Regions from separate parts of the Gossypium hirsutum genome. Here region 1 is linked to region 2. The links are chromatin contacts, called in public Hi-C maps. All regions are on one chromosome and are shown on one strand. Each heading gives the region's core, a stretch centred on a gene start, on an enhancer-like site or on the middle of the called end of the contact. The rest is flanking DNA. Distances are from core to core; before and after follow the strand shown.

Region 1 (3,525 bases), core at 557-3,056, 150 kb after region 2:
TTGTACTTCATAGTTTAACAGAAATAAATAGTCACCCTGATACTAGTGTATATATATATATTACAGAAATAAATAGTCACCCTGATACTAGTGTATATATATATATTACAAACTTCAGGTGTGTGCAAAACAAGCTGGGATTGCAAAGAAGGAATACATATGGTAGCAGACTGATCTTCATATGGTAGCCATTTTAGCTAAAAACTAACTGCTACAATAACAACTGGTTGATACCAATGAGGGAAATTTGGTGGGCATATGTTTCTAAATCAATTTCTTCTTGTTTTATATGTAATGCACACACACACGTAAGTTTGCAAGGGAAACTCTGGGAAAAAAGATCGAGCACCAACACACTTTGTTATTTAATGAACAAAAATCATCAAACTCTGCTCATGAAATTCTTCAAAATATATGAACTGTATTATTAAAAAATAGTGAACCAAAGATAGATCTGGTCAAATATGCAAACTCATATCATAAGGACAACTGAATAAATTATATAAACATCCCATAAAATCGAAACAAAAATTTATCTTAATTGATGATATAGGATCCTATTCCCAGGGGCTCAATGAACACTCTCCAGGCAATTTAGGATACCGTTCATTATCCTTGCAATAATCATAAATGACAAGGCTCCTCTGCACCCAAGCATAATCCATTTTCTGGGAATCAGATAAATGCCAAGCCTTGTACTGATCCCACCAGTTCTTGGTGGTGGTGGAAACACAGGCAGGGTAAGGGTCTTCCCATTGGCAACCCTCGACGCTGAAATCCTTGTAAGACGACACAAATGGGGCTCTTTTCCAGTCTGTTTTCTCCAACCCACCTCTCGTCGCCCACTCATCTGCGTTCCATATGCTGGAGAACAAATACATTGGCTTCTCATTGGGAAAGAAGTCGTTTTTCTCATCACCATTGTTTTTGAATACTCTTATGGGAACTTCATCCACAAAAAACCTGTTTTGCAATAATTCAGTAGGCATATATTCGGATATGAGTATAAGATATAATACGAGACTTACACAATTTGGTGGTTGTTCCATAGAATGGAATATGAATGAAACTCTTCAGTGGGGTCGAACCAAAGCATGTGCCTCATTTCACGGCCTCCAACACCATTTTTATACACGTTTGTCTGTATTAAATACGGTTGCCCTGTTCGATTCCCCAAGAACTCAAAATCCAGTTCATCTCGTTCTGGCCCTGCCCCGTTCTCAGAACACATCTGCACCACTCTTTAAACTTCAGCTATGGAAAACACAACTCTTATGTTACAAAATATTTAAACAACTGTCAGGAAAACATACATAGTAAGCTGTTACAACGCCAGCAGAGTCACCTCCGACCAACTTCAGTTTCATGCTAAACCACCCAAATCTGTATCTTTGCTTGGTTTGAAACCCGCAACCTAGAAGCAGATAGAAACAGATTAAAATCCTGGATTTGAAGCAAGTTATTAGAACCAAACACTACTGTTTAACGCAATCAAATTGTATCAAACCTGTGTCTTTGTCCAAGGAGAGGTACCAGGTCTGACCATCTTCAGAGGTCTTGAAATGATCTTCAGACCACATTATACTGAAGTTATCTTCGAAAGAAGTTTGTGAATCAGCTGCTTCAGATGAAGAGTAAAACGCAGATATTAGAAGTGCAATGAAGAGTACCCCTTTCTCCATTTTGTTGACCCAAAGTGTTGTTTTTGGAAGAAGAGGATGAGATCTCACTTCTCTGCTGGATCTTGAGAGGTAAATATCCGAGTATTCGAATTTGGACACTTGATGTGATCATGTGTGAAGCGGCACACCAATAAACCAAGGTTTATTTTGGTCTATTAATTGGATGAATGTACCAATATACCCATCCAAGAAATCATGCAAATTGCAAAGTGAAGAAGGGTATTTTAGGGAAATGAAGTAAGATAAATGATCCATGGAGAACATAAATGAAATGCCAGGCTGCCCTCCAATTAGGAATTGGCAGTATAAAGAAATGGAGAGTGGGTCCATTTCTTACATGTAAGAACTGTTGTGTTTGTCTTGAAAATAATCACAGAAAATCTTGGATTTCACCACTGGATTTGGCGGTCGGGACTCGGGACCAACAACCAGCTTAAACTTTGAATTAAAGCAAATTAATCTCACTTTAATCTTTAACTTTAGGTAAAAAAGGACTTAGATTACAAATTAAAAACAAAATTTTCCTTTTTTAATCGTAAGCAATGGAAAGAAAGCAGAAAAAGCAGAGCTTGCTTTCTTGGTAAACATGACCAGACATGCTAATCTAAACCTTGTTATATAGTTGATTGGGAGAGGTGCTCAAGCACATGGCATTAGGGACCAATTTTAGGGGTCATAAGGTCCCACAACAAGCTGCATTTTTGATGGACTGAAAGTGAATGCCAAAGTATGGATTTAATGAAGTAAGAAGATCATATGCAACTGTCGATGCCAAATATGAAGACATTTCAACAAATTAATGCGATACTCCAAAAAAAAATGAAATACCTGATATATAACATCATTATTAAGTAAAAATGAAAATTTTTAATCCATTAACAATAAAAATTTAACCAAATGCTTGACTTGGAATAAGAAAAACACTTACTTTGCAATTTGATTATGCACGTGAAAAACAGCAATCACTTCAACGCTCATCAGCTTATTGCTAGTTACTTGTAGGTCGTAGGCTTCTAGCTGTCAAATTGGTGCATCACCAGCTTTGACTTTAACTATATAGATAAATATGTTTCTGTTTTAACACGAAGCAAAAAGGGACAGTTTGGCCGAGTGGTCTAAGGCGCCAGATTTAGGCTCTGGTCCGAAAGGGCGTGGGTTCAAATCCCACAGCTGTCAATTTTTCTTTTTGAAAGCTTAGAGCTGGCTCATATGATATTCTTTCAAAGGTCCATTCAAACGAGCCCATTTTAAGCTGAACATGGACCTAAATGATCTTTCATCTGATACGACGTCGTTAAGCTGGAACTCAAGGTCAAGTCAGTCAACGCGTCAAAGTCATCTTGTCCAGACGAATGTTAAAACCGGAGAAGCGTTAAGACCGAAGCTGTTTGTCGCCAATCCCCAAATCCGAAAGCTAAGCAAGGAAATGGCGATCCCTTCCAGTTCTGCTTATCTCTTCTTACTCTCCTTTTTCACCCTTTCTCTATTCCTTGCTATTTCCACTGCTGAATCTGAATCTGAATTAGAACTGGTAGCCGATCTCCGCGCCCTTCAGTCCGAATCCAAATCAGGAGTCATCCACTTAGATGACCGAACCATTGCCAAATTCCTAACCTCCCCCAAAATCCCTCGCCCTTACTCTATCCTCATCTTCTTCGACGCCACCCAACTCCACGACAAAACCGAACTCCACCTCCGCGAGCTCCGCCAAGAATTCGCCCTCGTCGCCTCTTCCTTCATCACCAACCACAACAACTCCAACACCAAGCTCTTCTTCGCCGACATCGAGTTTCGCGAATCTCAATCTTCTTTCCACCTCTTCGGCGTCAACTCCCTTCCCCAC
Region 2 (3,641 bases), core at 730-3,229:
ATTAATATGCTTAAATAAAAAAAAATTCTAGCTCTTAAGACCTCGCAGGACTATCCCCGAATAGGCGTTGTGGGGATGCTATAACCTTCCCCACACGTAACCGCACTCTCGAACCCGAAATTTTATCATGAGATTGAGTCTAGACTTTTAGGATTTTTCATAGTATTAATTATAGACTTTTAGACGGTAGGTGGCTAACCAACTTGGCCCTAATTGGTTAGTAGCGACTCTACGTAAATTTAGGCCCTTCATGTCTAACCTTGCTTACTAGGCCCCCGTACCTTTATGTAGGCAACGTTTTGACGAAGACTATTGGAGGTTTTAGTCTGAGGAAACAAAGTTTTGGAATAATTTGAATTCCCTGTTATAGAAACAGTTTTGGAAGAACCTGTGCTAATAATGTCCTCTATTTGCAAAGCTAGAATTAACCCTTCTTCCAAGTTGGTTGGTTTAAACAACTACAACTACTAACCAATCTCGGACTTAAGGTTATGAACAAATATACTCAACACATAACTCTCAGGTAGATGCAATTGGTTCAGAAGACTTACAAATTGGTCATGATATTGCTCAACTGTGCTCATCTATTTCAAGGCAACAAGTTTAGTCATGGGATCCAAAAATCGAGCAGACCCAAACCTGTCCTGTAAAGCTCGAGCATATTGTTCCCAAGTGAGATGTTGAAGTCCACCATTTCGTTGTACAAAGAAATAATGCCACTCAAGTGCTCGACCATCAAGATTCAACATGAGTAATTGAACTTTGGCTTGATCTCCCACATTCTCAGCCTTGAAAAATTGTTCTAGCTTAGCTCACCAACTACAAAAGTTTGTACCATCAAACCGTGGACATTGTAGCTGAAAGAGTCTTCCCATTGAATAATCGCGCCAATACGAGAAGAAGTACCTAAATGACCTCCATCGATTGCTGTAGACATAACTACTGTGTCCTTGGGTGGAAACCTTGGTGGAGGTGTACCTAACAACCTTTTGCCATTTAAACCTTGAATACCAATGGTAGGCTGCCTAAAATATTGATCAAAGAAGGAATGCAACTCATATCTAACCTCGCTGCATATTTCACCCTTAAAATCTTCACGAAAGTCTTTGAAACGAGCATCCAACTTGGCGTCTAACTTGACTTCCATCTTGCTGTCAAGTTGAGAAAGTTCATGTTGTAGGAGACCCATCTCCTCTTGAAGGCATGTCATGATTCCATCAGTGGCCATGAGGAACGTGTAGGCTCTGATACCTTTGATGAAGTAAGAAAGTCTTAGCAAAAAGAGTAAATAAAAGGAGAGAAGATCGAAGAAGAAGATGAAATTTCATAGAAGAAAGAGCATAAAATTCTTGTGTATTTCCATAACTATCTCACCCTTCAAGCTAATTGGTTCATAAAGGGTGGGTAACGGGCAGGTTTTGACAGGCTGTTTAAAATAGAATTGAATTAAACACACTGTATCACTAATATTGCTAAACTCCCTATTTTTGGCACTTAGTCGACTACCCTCCCTTACAAGCACCATTTTCATTAAAACCAACGTTCAAAACTAAACAAAAATTAACAGAATTATATAAGCAGTGAACATTTCTCCCACATCAACTTATTGGGTGAAGGAGGTCCCTTTAGAGATTCAACAACTAGTCATGAAGGAAAAAAGGGTTTTTCAAGGAATATAAGAAGTGTGTGTTCTTGTTTATTCCAAGTCTGAGGGAAGATTTTTTTTACTCTAAGGAACTCAGTAGATGGTAGGTTTGGTTGAAAGGAAATGATTTAATCAAAGATTTAAGGGCTTATGGACTAGTCCACTCTAATTGGATTTTCTCCGGTGCAAGGAAGGGGAAAGGTTTAGAGGGAAGATTAATAGTCTTTATTTTAGGTTTTTTTTTCTATTTCTATGTTTTTTTGTTTTTTTATTTATTTTGGTTCTGCTTTCCTTCTCTGTTAAGTTTTGTCCAGTTGTTTTTAGGGTCCCCCAAGGCACTGCCCAAATGACTTTGAGGGTGTACGACACCTGTCTTTCTCTGTAAAGTTTGGGGGCCTAGGGTTTGGTGTTAGGTTTATTATTGTTTTAACCTTTAATTTTCCCTTTCATTAATGCATTGGCTATCTTTTTATCAAAAATAAAATAAAATAAACATTTGATACATCAATATAAATATACATTAACCCCTACCTCGAAAAGTTCCTCTACCTTGGAAATAAAACACATGTATAAATTTTAAAAAAAAGAAGAAGAAATAGAATAGTAAAGGTTCAATATAATATTCGGCACTTGAACTTGACACTTTTTTTTAATTTGGTACTTAAGTTTTGTTTTAGGTTTAATTTGGTACCTAAGCCTTTTTTTAGGTTTAATTTGGTACTTAAATTTATTAAATGTTATACAAATTACGCAAAACGATGTTTTTTTTTTTGTTATCCTACAAAGATATTGTCACTACTAGAGAAAATTCATGTTAAAAAATAGGTATTGAGTTATGCTTAATGAATTAATATTAAATAAGAAAAAATTTTTTTAAAACCCCAAATTTTAAAAAAAATCATTAATTTCAATTAATAAAATACTTAAATAAATAAATAAAACTAAAAGTAATTGAACATATAAAATACAAAAAAAATATCATATCATTTGTCATATGTCGACCATACTTTATTATTTTTTTCTACTTCATAAAAAAATATTTTTTGTATGTTGGAGTAATTTGTAAAGCGTTTGACAAGTACCAAATCGAATAAAAAAATTAAGTACTAAATTAGGGAAAATAGCCAAATTCAGGTTTAGATACCAAATTAAGAAAAAAATGTCAAGTTCGGGTACCAAATATTAAATTAAGCCAACAGTAAAAGACAATACAACTCATCCGAGAAAAAGTAAATAAATGAAAATGCATTAATCCTTTTTTCCTTGAAATAACAAAATGGAAGAGAACATTAAAATTCTCTTTCAAATACACGAAAGACATTCCATCTTCTTTAGTTACTTCAGAGAAACATGACACCGACAGTAACAATTTGAGTCGACGACGACGAGCTTCAAGGCAACAATTAGAGAGGAGCAACATAGTTTTTATTTTAGGAGCATAAGCAAGGTAGAAGACGTCATGAGGCAAATGAAAAAAGATAAAAAAAAAATTGTATTTTGATTTAGGAGAGGACTTTGTTTTTTCTTCTTTATGGTTATTATTTTTAATTTACTTTCTCTTTTTGGGGTGGATTTTTTTTTTTTTGTTTAGCCCATATATATGAATAATTGGATCAACAATCAATTCAACCAGTAAGCAGTTTGTAGTTCTTGTCGGTTTGTAGTTCAAACAGGTTTTTAAGACTCTTCAAGCTATTAAATGGGCTGAAAATAACCCCAAACAATTGAAATAAAAAATTTAGGAAACGCTCAAGATCTTTTAGCTCTCTTCGACCTATTAAAAACTTGCAATTCATTTGGTATTTTGACTGTGTAAAGATTATATGTATTGCTAAACTTCAGAAATTTGTTCCAGCAAAATTGGTTGCCAAAAGCCTCAATTTCGACAAAATTGGTTGCCAAAACCTCTCTTGTGAAATTCTCGATTCCGCTTGTCTCGTTGCATCTTACAGTTGTACACTTCTTCCATTTTCTGTGCACGATCAAATAGAACAAC

Evidence for each region. Hi-C and Micro-C count contacts between places; a contact is called where the count stands out from the background.
Region 1: a contact with region 2 is called in a Hi-C map of leaf, with 1.7 times the contacts expected there. The contact joins the promoter of LOC107901931 here to the promoter of LOC107901926 in region 2. A contact is called at or near these places in 3 of 34 Hi-C or Micro-C datasets (hypocotyl and leaf).

Annotation. Positions count from the first base shown.
Region 1 is chrD06:55,987,360-55,990,884 of Gossypium_hirsutum_v2.1, forward strand. LOC107901931 (probable xyloglucan endotransglucosylase/hydrolase protein 8) reads right to left here and starts at 1,807. Exons shown (of 4, transcript XM_016828113.2): 1 at 1,508-1,807; 2 at 1,314-1,414; 3 at 1,029-1,231; 4 at 402-963. The coding sequence starts at 1,682. The coding sequence ends at 558. LOC107901932 (probable dolichyl-diphosphooligosaccharide--protein glycosyltransferase subunit 3B) reads left to right here and starts at 2,926. Exons shown (of 1, transcript XM_016828114.1): 1 at 2,926-3,525. The coding sequence starts at 2,941. It overlaps TRNAL-UAG (transfer RNA leucine (anticodon UAG)), which reads left to right and starts at 2,779; the gene lies at 2,779-2,858.
Region 2 is chrD06:55,840,644-55,844,284 of Gossypium_hirsutum_v2.1, forward strand. It overlaps LOC107901926 (flap endonuclease 1), which reads right to left and starts at 1,980. Exons shown (of 10, transcript XR_005914953.1): 1 at 1,375-1,980; 2 at 1,067-1,251; 3 at 907-978; 4 at 552-819.